Linked DNA regions of Mus musculus: region 2 is linked to region 1. Evidence: chromatin contacts called from public Micro-C data. All regions are on one chromosome and are shown on one strand. The core of a region is the stretch at or near the end of the contact, and the rest is flanking DNA. Distances in the headings are between cores, read along the strand shown.

What was found. Hi-C and Micro-C count contacts between places; a contact is called where the count stands out from the background.
Region 2: a Micro-C map of embryonic stem cells shows a contact between it and region 1, with 3 times the contacts expected there. The contact joins the promoter of Drosha here to the enhancer-like site in region 1. A contact is called at or near these places in 2 of 39 promoter capture datasets (HPC-7-derived erythroid cells and hematopoietic stem and progenitor cells), 1 of 484 Hi-C or Micro-C datasets (embryonic stem cells) and 3 of 115 datasets of contacts at active chromatin or transcription factors (astrocytes, bone marrow-derived macrophages and embryonic forebrain).

Annotation. Positions count from the first base shown.
Region 1 is chr15:12,028,953-12,034,147 of GRCm38.p6, forward strand. It overlaps the pseudogene Gm2559. Among named protein-coding and RNA genes, the nearest start is that of Sub1, 36 kb to the left of the region's middle. Within about 2 kb of position 3,704, at least 7 of the 459 cell types and tissues checked have an H3K27ac peak or open chromatin away from gene starts, as enhancers often do. A contact at or near this core is called in embryonic stem cells, where this site is marked.
Region 2 is chr15:12,821,042-12,826,603 of GRCm38.p6, forward strand. Drosha (drosha, ribonuclease type III) reads left to right here and starts at 3,774. Exons shown (of 35, transcript NM_026799.3): 1 at 3,774-3,897; 2 at 5,024-5,126. It overlaps 6030458C11Rik (RIKEN cDNA 6030458C11 gene), which reads right to left and starts at 3,616. Exons shown (of 9, transcript NM_029998.3): 1 at 3,426-3,616; 2 at 2,520-2,665; 3 at 363-512. The coding sequence starts at 3,506.

The DNA.
Region 1 (5,195 bases), core at 2,454-4,953:
TATGTGCATACATGTGAAACTAACTTTTATTTGCCTGATGTAATAGTCACCTCAGAGGCTTACTGCCTCCATCTGCTAACCTAGGCTTAGTCTTAGAAGCATCTAGCCTCCATAGGATCTAATCTAGGCCTAGAATGTTTCCAGCCTCCTGAGACTGGCTACTGAATAAGCTCACCCTTCCTAGTTCTTTCTGATCTCCCACTGGCTGGCTCAACGCAGCTGTTCTGGCTCAAACTCCCCTCCAAGCTGACTGATTCAATCTGAATTCTCTCTCAGCCTTTGACATTTTGCTCTGCTTGGCCTGAAACCAACTCTGGAGATCTGCTCTAATCTTCTGGCTCCTTTTCATTCTCTGGTTTATTCTCCAACCTGACTCTGTACAACGGACCCGGAAAAGCTGCCTCCTTTCTCTCCTTCTCTTTCTCTGTGCTGCTCTCTCTCTCTCTTTCTTTTTTTTAATTTTTTTAAAGATTTATTTATTTATTATCAGTAAGTACACTGTAGCTGTCTTCAGACACCCCTGAAGAGGGCATCAGATCTCATTACAGGTGGTTGTGAGCCACCTGAGCCATCTCACCAACCCTGTGCTGCTCTGTCTTAAGTCGCCTCTCATTTCTTGCTCTTCTCCTGAGAGCTGGGCACATCCTATTCTGTCAAATCTCTCTCTCTGATTTGTCACTTTGTCTGCCACTCAATTAGACATCACTTTCAAACTTGATGCTTCCTTATACACACTAAGTTTACCTCCATTGTTTGGGATTATAGGTGTACTAAGGGCGTGTCTGTATCCCCTTCCAGAGACATTGAAGCTGTGTGCTAAGGCTGAACCACACCACAACTAGAAACAGGCTTTTCAAATGTGCAACACAATCTCAGGGCTCATAGTGTGATCAAATATCCTGCAGCAATAATATCCTTCACTGATTTTTTGTTTTCTCTTTTACCTGTTGTCCACTTCCAGCAAAGAAGCCACTCTGTGTCCACTGCTACTTGGTAGGGATAAGAGCAGATGGAAAAAATAACAAGATTAAATGAGAGAGAGACAGACGGAAGGTAGAACCCTCTGACTATAGCTTCCAAATGCCTGTGTCCTTACTAACTCTATGGTCAGCTTAGAACGTGCTTTATGGTGAGTACAGGCGAAGCAGGCAGCAGGACCAACAAGAGGGAAGGAAGCCTGGAGGCTGCAGCTCTGTGCTCCTATTGTTTTAGAGCAGAGGGCTACTGGCAAACAAAACTGCAGAATAGCATAGAATCACAGAGTACACGCGATCCAAAGCACCAAGTTGACAGAAATGAGGGTCATCCAAGGAGCAGCCATAGATAAAGTGGTAGGTGAGGGTCATCTTGTCAGGTACCTTCATGGACACATGACTTCATGGGCAGATCCAAATATGCCTTTGCTCCTAACAGCACAATTATCACTGTAACCACAATCATCACCAGTCTCCACCACAACCACAATAACCACCACCATGAGTCACCACGATCATTACCACCACCATTGCTCCTGGAATCACCACCAACATCAGCACCACTGTTAGAATGTCGTCTAGGCTCCACCCAACGGTTACTTGGCAACAGGCAAGTGTGCCTGACTCACTATAAAAGGGGCTGCTAGCCCTCTCCTCCCTCTCTTACTCTCTTCCCCTCTATCATCCCTCTTCTCTCTCTGCCCCTTCCCTCCCCATTCCCCTCCACCCCCTCTCTCTCCACATGTTCATGCTGACCTCGACTTCTCTCTCTTCTCTCTCTCTCTCTCTCTCTCTCTCTCTCTCTCTCTCTCTCTCCCTGCCTTTTTCTGCCTCTACTTCATTTTCAACTCCCCTCCCTATGCCTTAAATAAATTCTATTCTATACTATATCCATCATATGGCTGGTCCCTCAGGGGGAAGGGATGCCTCAGCATGGGCCCGCAGAGGCACCCCCTTCCCCTCCACCATACCATGCCTCTACAAACATATTTCTGGTTCTCCTTTTCATTTTTTTGTTAAAAACCAATTTTATTTGTCAACAATTTCATGTTATCAATGAGCCACTCCAAGATCTAAATCCCCAAGCAGGTGCCTCAGAAACACCAATAGACCAAAAAAAAAAAAAAAAAAAAAAAAAAAACAATCACACACAAACCAATAAAATACTCATTGGTACAACATGAGTGATCAAGGTCAGAGGGGATAAAAATCCAGCCTTGTTAACCAGTCAATCTCTTGGGAAGTGGTTGTTCTGGCAGTGTATGTCAGTCTGTAACCATGCCTTAGGAAAGGAGGCAAGAAGTCAGTGTGATACTGTGCTGCACATTTAGTTGATAGCTAGCCTGAAGGAGAGGCCACTTTTGAGGGGAGGCTGTTAAAAGAAGTGGAATCACACCAGTGGGGTTTGGCCCTGGACATTCAAGTGGAAGCCCTAGGTGGAGACTCAACACCATTTCTGCACCATTTCTGTCCAATGTCATCTGTCCTGGCACCCAGGTATTCAAACATTGACCCCGAGGGTTCTGGGAGGCATCCACCATTTGATGAGTTTGGTGCAGCCAGGCCTCTGATAGGGGGTGGGGAATTGGGGAAACAGTTTTTGTGGTACATGTTGGAGTGGCCCATGGGGAAGGAGGATCAGCAACTGTGCTTACAGCTGGTCGAGGACTCAGGGGCATTGATGGGAATGAGCCTGTACTTCCAGCTTGGTGGCCTGCAGCAGAGGGCTTTGTGGGAAGGAGAAGAGGTACCATCCCGGGCAGGCTGCTGCAGCCTGGCCAAGGGGGGCCGCATCTCCTCCTCCAAGGATCTCTGGATGAACCAAGCCTCAATTTGTTCCTCTTTCAGTTTCAGTCTGGTGGCCATGATCTTTCGAGCCTGGAGGTCTGGGTATGGTTCCATCTTGAAGTGTGCTTCCAGCTCCCAAAGCTGCTCTCAACTGAACTTCTGGTCAAGGGGACCCAGGGTATAGGAGGTCAGGGAACGTGGAGATGCTTCCATTTCGCCTGTAGCTCACTTCAGTTATGATTGAAGGTATGCTCTAAGGATTTAGGATTAAAATTCAGCTTCAAGTTGGGCGCACGGAGCAGGGACCCTCCAACCTGTAGCCCCTCCCACAATTTAGCATCCAGCCAAGAGGAAGGGCGGGCTCCACCCAGCGTCTCCTTTGTAGAGGAAATGAACGACTCCTTTTCATTTTTTACAAAACACAAAAACCACCTCTACCATAATCACTACCACTGCCACAATCTTCACATAAATCTTTAAAATTAAAAAAATATATATATGCAAAGTTCGCTAAGAAATTTAGTCCCCCAAAGTTCTATGTTAATGGTGTTTGGAACTGAGGCCTTTGGAAGGCAATCAGGATTGGATGAGTTCCTGGGGACGGGGCCCTCATGGTCACAAGAGTGGCTTCTTAGGCAGAGAGACTCACAGCCACAAGTCCCCCCCCCCCCCCCCCCGTCCCTCCCTTCCCCCCCCCCCCCGTGGTACCCTGCAGAATCCCCACTAGGCAGAAGGGCCTCACCAAATGTGGCCCCCTTGGACATCTCAGCCTTTAGAACTATAAAATAAATTTTTTTTAAAAAAATGCTTTCTGCGATTTTAAAAGTTTTCACTAAACATACCCCAGGTTAGACCACACTCAAGCTTCAACAGCAGGAACTGGATGTGGATAGGCGGCAGTGTATAGTGGCTTGGCCTAATGTGGCTTGTATTCTAATGCTAATTTTGGGGCCCTCAAAGACAAAAGAGTCTGCACATAGCCCCTGTGACCCTCCCCCCCACTTCCAATTGATTGTGATTGGTGAATAATGATGCCAACAGCCAATAACTGGGAGAAGAGAAATAGGTAGGGTTGAGCTTTGGTGGTGCTTTGAGTAAGGAGCTGAGAGAAGTAGCAGCTTTGGGATAGAGAAGACACGCAGAAGAGAGAAGGAGAGAAAAGGCCACCATGGAAGAACAACACCAAGCAGGAGGGAGGAGGAGAGCCACCACAGGCTAAGGGCCAAGAGAATGTGGCCCAGAGGGCTGCCTAATTGGGTCAAGAGCAGCCAAGATGGAAGTTAGAAATTAGTAAGTTATAACTCTGAGTTATCAGTAGGAGAGTGGATTCTAACATTATGGAGAGGAGGCATTGCCTAGCTATTGTGCTACCTAGGGCATATTAAAATATAAAGGCGGTGTGTGTGTGTGTGTGTGTGTGTGTGTGTGTGTGTGTGTGTGTGTGTGTTTCATCTGGAAACATAAAGTAGGCAGGAAGGAACACAAAGCCAGGATTTCTAAAGTATATTTTACAACAGTGGTGACTTGATTTCTATCTCTTTAACCTTCTCAAAGGTCAGGTTCAGCATTCTCAGCTGTGACCTGACCCTATGACCTGAAATGTCAGCCCTACAGAGACTAATTCCTATAAAACAGTTCCAAAATGTGCCAGTCATGGTGACACACACCTTTAGTTCTAGCACTCAGGAGACAGAGGCTGGTGAATCTCTGAGTTCAAAGCCATCCTGGTTTACAGAGAGTTCCAGGACAACTTAGGGCTACAGAAAGAAATCCTGTCTTGAAAAAACTAAAAGGGGAAGAGGAGGAAGAAGAGGGAGAGAGGGGGGGAGGAAGGAGGGAGGGAGGGAGGGAGGGAGGAGGGAGGGAGGAAGGAAGGAAGGAAGGATATAGCTGTCCCTTGTGAGACTAGGCCGGGGCCTAGCAAACACAGAAGTGGATGCTCACAGTCAACTATTGGATGGATCACAGGGCCCCCCAATGGAGGAGCTAGAGAAAGTATCCAAGGAGCTAAAGAGATCTGCAACCCTATCGGAGGAACAACATTATGAACTAACCAGTACCCCGGAGCTCTTGACTCTAGCTGCATATGTATCAAAAGATGACCTAGTCGGCCATCACTGGAAAGAGAGGCCCATTGGTCAGGCAAATGTTATATGCCCCAGTACAGGGGAATGCCAGGGCCAAAAAATGGGAATGGGTGGGTAGGGGAGTGTGGGGGGGGGACTTTTGGGATAGCATTGGAAATGTAATTGAAGAAAATATGTAATAAAAAAAAAAGAAAAAAAAATTGAAAGCCACTTGCAAAAAAAAGAAAAAGAAAAAACTAAAAGGGGAAGAGGAGGAAGAAGAGGGAGAGAGAGAGGGAGAGAGGGAGGGAGGAAGGAGGGAGGGAGGGAGGAAGGAGGGAGGGAGGGAGGGAGGGAGGAAGGAAGG
Region 2 (5,562 bases), core at 2,524-5,023, 790 kb after region 1:
CACAGGGCTGTAGGCATGTTAGGAAAGCGATCCACTCCTGAGCGACACCTAAGACAGGGTCTCACTCTAGAATTCAGGCTGACTCTTAATTCTGAGCACCCTCAGTCTCTCAAGGCCTGGGGTTATAGGTGTGTGCCACACCCCTGCCTGGCTCACTTCTAAGAGTTAAATTCAACACACTATAGCTGCATCAGGAGCAGAAGGCCACATGAAGGAAATCAACAGAATTAAAACTTGGTTTTTGATGATTCAAGAACTATTTTTTGGACGGGATGGGGCTTAGTAGGAAGTTACTACAGGAATTCAAAGTATAATGAAAAGAATTCAAATCCTTCCATACTCATTGAAAATGAGGAAATTACCTGATGGTTGTGGTAGAAATGTCTTTGCCTACTAAGAAGCAGTGCTTGCCCTCCCTGATTTGCTGGGCCCACGTGGGGTGGAGCCAGATTACTTGAGAAAAATGGCCAGCGTAAACTGCAGGCATAATCCAATTTTCGATACTCAGTTCTCTGAAAAAAAAACAAGAAACAAGAAACATTAAAATATTAATGAGTGTTTTTCCGCAAACATTTTAAGACAGTAAGTTTTAAGTGTGGTCCCTTGGGAGGTTCCCGGGACTATTAGGGTAACGCTGTTTCCATGGAAACATGATTTCTGTTTGCTGCATGAGCATTTGTACTGACTGCACACAAGCATCCTGGTGGGTCGGTAGCCTAAGAGCCAGGCCTCGGGAGGTCTTTTAGTAGTCACTGCATGTTTTATAACTAACTATCACTCTTGTCCAAAGGTAGTTTGACTGAAAAATGTTCTCAGTTTTATTAATTCTTGCTCCTAAGTAGATATTTTAAAATATTATGTGAAGCAAAAAGAGGACCACACCAAAACTGCTATAGACTGTGAAGTACAACAGTTGCTTCAAGAAAAAGCCCCAGCCCCTCTAAAATTAGCACTTGAATCATCAATAACAGAGTTGCGAAATAAGTATCACTTTTTCTTTGAAAGACCAATTAACTGGTTATTTAGACAGCAGAGCGGTGAACTGGTGGATTCTGTATCCTAGTCAAGCTTTAGAAGCTTGTGGAGTTTTGGTGGAGGACATTACTTATCTGAGTTAGTACTGACACTACTATCTTGTTTTCTAATCCCTTCCGTAAGAGCATGAATTTTCATCATAACTTTTTCAATCAAAATGACATAAACAATGGACTGAATGAAATGGATGAGAGTCCAGGTGTCATTTACAAGGGCAAAAATTAAAGAAATCTTAAAAAATTTAAATAATGCCACGCAATAGCTTTATAAATGTACTTTTTTAAAGTAAGAAAACTTGTTTATGTAGACATAATAATTTAATATTTTACAATGAACATTTACAAATTTCATTTTTAATTTAAGGAAAGTAAACACAAACAACACAACTCATTATTTCCAAGGCTTGATTTTTGGAAGTATAAAAGAATGCAGACACTTGAGCACGGTGGCACGTGCATACAGTCCCTGCACTGGGAGGAGGAGCAGGAGTTCAAGGTTGGCCTTGGCTATAACAGGTTGATCCCCAACAACTGGGAGGTGGGGTGGGGGTGGGACTGTAGCCTGGCGGTGGAATCTGTTTCCCAACAGGGCAGCTTTGTTGGGCCTCAGTGGGAGAGTGTCTTAGTCAGGGTTTGTGTTCCTCCACAAAATAAAATGGCCAAAAAAACAAGTCGGGGAGGAAAGGGTTTATTCAGCTTACACCTCCACATTGCTCTTCACCTTCACCAAAGGAAGACAGGACTGGAACTCACGCAGGTTCAGGAAGCAGCAGCTGATGCAGAGGCCATGGAGGGATGTTCTTTACTGGCTTGCTTCCCCTGGCTTGCTCAGCCTGCTCTCTTATCGAACCAAGACTACCAGTCCAGAGATGGCACCACCCACAAGGGGCCTTTCCCCCTTGATCACTAATTGAGAAAATGCCTTACAGCTGGATCTCATGGAGGCATTTCCTCAACTGAAGCTCCTTTCTCTGTGATAACTCTAGCCTGTGTCAAGTTGACACACAAAACCCACCAGTACACTAAGATATTAGTTATCAAGGGTAGGAATGTGTGGGGGTTTGAAAAAGAATGGACCCAAAAACTCACAAGTGGTGGTCACAAGGGAGTGGTCTCTATTAATCCAATCAAGATAATCCTCCACAGGCAAGCCCTGCAACCGACTTCTCAGATAATTCTAGACTCTGCCAAGCATCTTGACAACACTTAACCATAAATAGGCTTCAATGTAGCCCTGGCTCTCCTCAAACTGTAATTCTCCTGCCTCAGCGTTCCAAGGGCTGGGATCACAGGGATCAGCCATCGCACCTGATCCCTATTTGGCTCTTTTAGTGGGTAGAAAAAAAAATGTTCTAAATAAAAATTTAAAAGGCAAGCAAACAAACAAAAAATGCAAATGTGAGTGTAGCAAAATCTCTTGTTTATCATCTGCTATATGTTGTATTTCAAATACATAAAATATGACTAAAAAAAAAGTCACATTACCCAAAGAGTGCTTCCTTATCAAACACAGTGTCTGCTGGCATGTTCACAGGGATAAGGAGGTCTGGGTGGGAGTCCAAATGTAAGAAACTTATATTACTGTCAGGAAGATGCTTCGAACCTATGGCCCGGTATATGAAAGGCAGAACCTGTAATACAGACACACACAGTGAGAACTGCACACTGTCAAGTGCAGACAAAACAAGAAACTGCACCAACCTGAAGTGCATCAAGTGGTCAAACATGGGAACATTAAAAAAAAAAAAAAAAAAAAAAAAAAAGCTTTACCATAGATGGTTTCTGATGATAATCTCCAACCACTCACTCTAGCATTAAACTGTGTTCCAGGTACTCTAAGTTTTAGGGCATTTTCTGTCCCTTTAGGATGGTGAAGTGGGACTAGATGACTTTTTCCTCCTACATGCTATACATCCAAGTTTACCAACAAATTAAAAAGCACAGAGTAACCCAAAGTTGGGTTTGTCTCAGAGATCTTCTTTCTTTCCTCCTTTAACTTTCTCCATCAGTAAATAACCCACTTTTCCTGGGGGAAGGGGTGTATCGCAGAGCTTCACTCTTGATCCCTTTTGTTTTATATCCAGAGACCCTCCAGGGGTCCTATAAACAAATCCAGACTTGCTAGGTCGTCTTCCAGAAGTCTACCCACTTTACGACTGCACTGCCATGTTGTACATTAATAAGCGCTGAAGGCTTTCCTCTTCATATGACACGAGCTACGATTATGGTCCCTCAGGTCCTGGCTAACCCTCTCGTTAAACCGTGGGATGATGACGTTGGTGGTGGTGGGGGACAGGCTGCAGCCAGCGTTAGGTGCTGGTCAAGCCTCTGCAGGCTGCTAGGGTTCGAATCCCTCCTGCCAGGGCTCCGTGGCTTGTGTCGCCCGCTCACCTCCTGGTGATCCTCCACCACCCACACCGGGAGCTTGGTGTAGCGCCTGAGTCGCGCGCGGTCGCCTCCGGTGTCACTCATGTCTCCGCGCGTCTCAGGGAGGCCGCGGGACACGCGGGAGAGGAGCCCGGCTGCCCGAAGCCGCGCGCCCCCAAGGCACGATCGCGGCGGAAACGCGCGCTCACCCGGTTGCGCTTCCGGATTGGAGGACGACACGGTGGAAGGGCGAGTGTGAGACCTGTAGACAATGTCGATTGGTCTATACGTCCGTCACTCTCGCTGATCCGCCAATCACGGTGCAAAAGGTGCTGCGACGCGCTCCGGAGAGTTTTCCCTCCCCAGGTCCGGATTTCTCCGGTTTGCCTTTTAATTCCCGGGGCTTCCTGTTCCGGAGGCGTGGGTGGCGCCTCAGCCGTGGAGGGTGTTATAGTAACCAGGCTGGGCTTTGATGGCGGCGACCCCGGGACTCTCTGTAGGTAGACGGGGGGCGCCTGATGGGTTTTCAGAGAACGAGTATCGACCTAAACGATCCTGGGAGTTGGGTCTGGGTGGCTTCGGGGCAGCTCTGCGGCCAGGGGGAAAAGAGCGACCCGGTACAGATCCCGTAGATAGGAAGCCTTTCATCTATTTGCGAAGCGCGAGCCGTGGTCCAGGCGCGGGGCCGCCCGGCTTGCGGGGGGAGGCGAGTCCCGGAGTCCCGTACTTAACCTCGCAGGCTGGCGGGAGATGCAAACCAGCCAACGTGCTCTTCATCCAGCAGGAGGCCGGGCTGCAGGTTGAACCTGGGGAAAGTGCGGGGTTTTCAGTGACTTAAAGGCACACCTTGCAAGTCTTGTGTGTCGTCGGTCCTGGACGAGTAAACTGTTCAGAATCGCGCCCTCGGTTTCCCTGCTTTCAAAGGGCATCCCAAGAATAGGTATTTCCCACTTGCATTAAATTCATTGATTTGAACTTCGCATCCATAGTACAGTGGTACAGTATCTAGCTTTTATTTTTGGAGGGGAGTGTGTGTTGAAACAGGGTTTCTCTGTGTAGCCCTGGCTGTCCTAGAACTCACCGTGTAGACCAGGCTGGCCTCGAACTCAGAAATCCGCCTGCCTCTGCCTCCCAAGTTCTGGGTTTAAAGGCGTGCGCCACCACTGCCAGGGCCTTTGTCTAGCTTCTCTAACGGAGTGTGCCGTTTTCTCACTGTGGAGAGGTGTTAATTCCCTGACTGTTGTCCACCTCTAGCTTCAGTAGAGTCCTTTTTATTCTCCAGGACTCTCTACATCCTTACTTTATTGTATTTATCACATCGCGTTTTTCTTTTTATAGTGTTCGGGACATCGTATTACTGTTGTTATTATATAAACATTTGTATATGGGTTTTGCGATCCTTGAACTCTGCAGGCTTGTGTGCCTTATAATCTTTGAGCCTACAGAGCTTGGGAAAGCGTCTCACGTGTGCTGGCTCAGTAAGTGATGGAATCGGTGAATGTATACCTCCCAGGTGGTTTTGAAAACGCGTATTTGTGGGGAGCGGTGGAAGGGAATTGTAGTGACTTAGAGGCATGCACAATGAGGGAGAGTCAAACTTGCCTGCGGTTTACTGTGTGCAGAGACTGTGAATCCTGCAGGAATGACTGAATGAACCCTTGATTCACGGACATGCCGGAGGAGTTCAACATGGGCACACACGACTGTCACAGACGGCAGATTCTGGTAAGCTCCGTAAAAGAAGTGAGTCTACACTAAGCAGTAGCAATCTAGGAGTGAGCTTGCGTTCCCAAGGGAAGTCAGTTCTTCACAAGAGGTTAGTGGATCGGTAGGAATTCACTGGCCAAGTAAGGGAGAGCAGAAGCAAAGACGTTTCCTGTTAGTGCTTGCTATGCTAACTGACCTGGAAAGTATGGGCTAAGAGGGGCTTTGGAGAAAGAAATCAGGTGATAAGCCTGGGAAAGTTGGGTTCAGGTTCTGTAGGGCCTCCAATGCCAAGCGTGGTGTTTGTACTCAATACTGTGAGTAGCCTGTGGTACCAGCAGTAGCTCTTTGAGTCCCAAGTTTAATCATGAGAGTATTGGATTGAGGAGCAACCATTTATCTTATTATTTGGTAGCTGTTTTTTATTGGGCCTTGGCTGTCCTGGAATTTTAGTTCT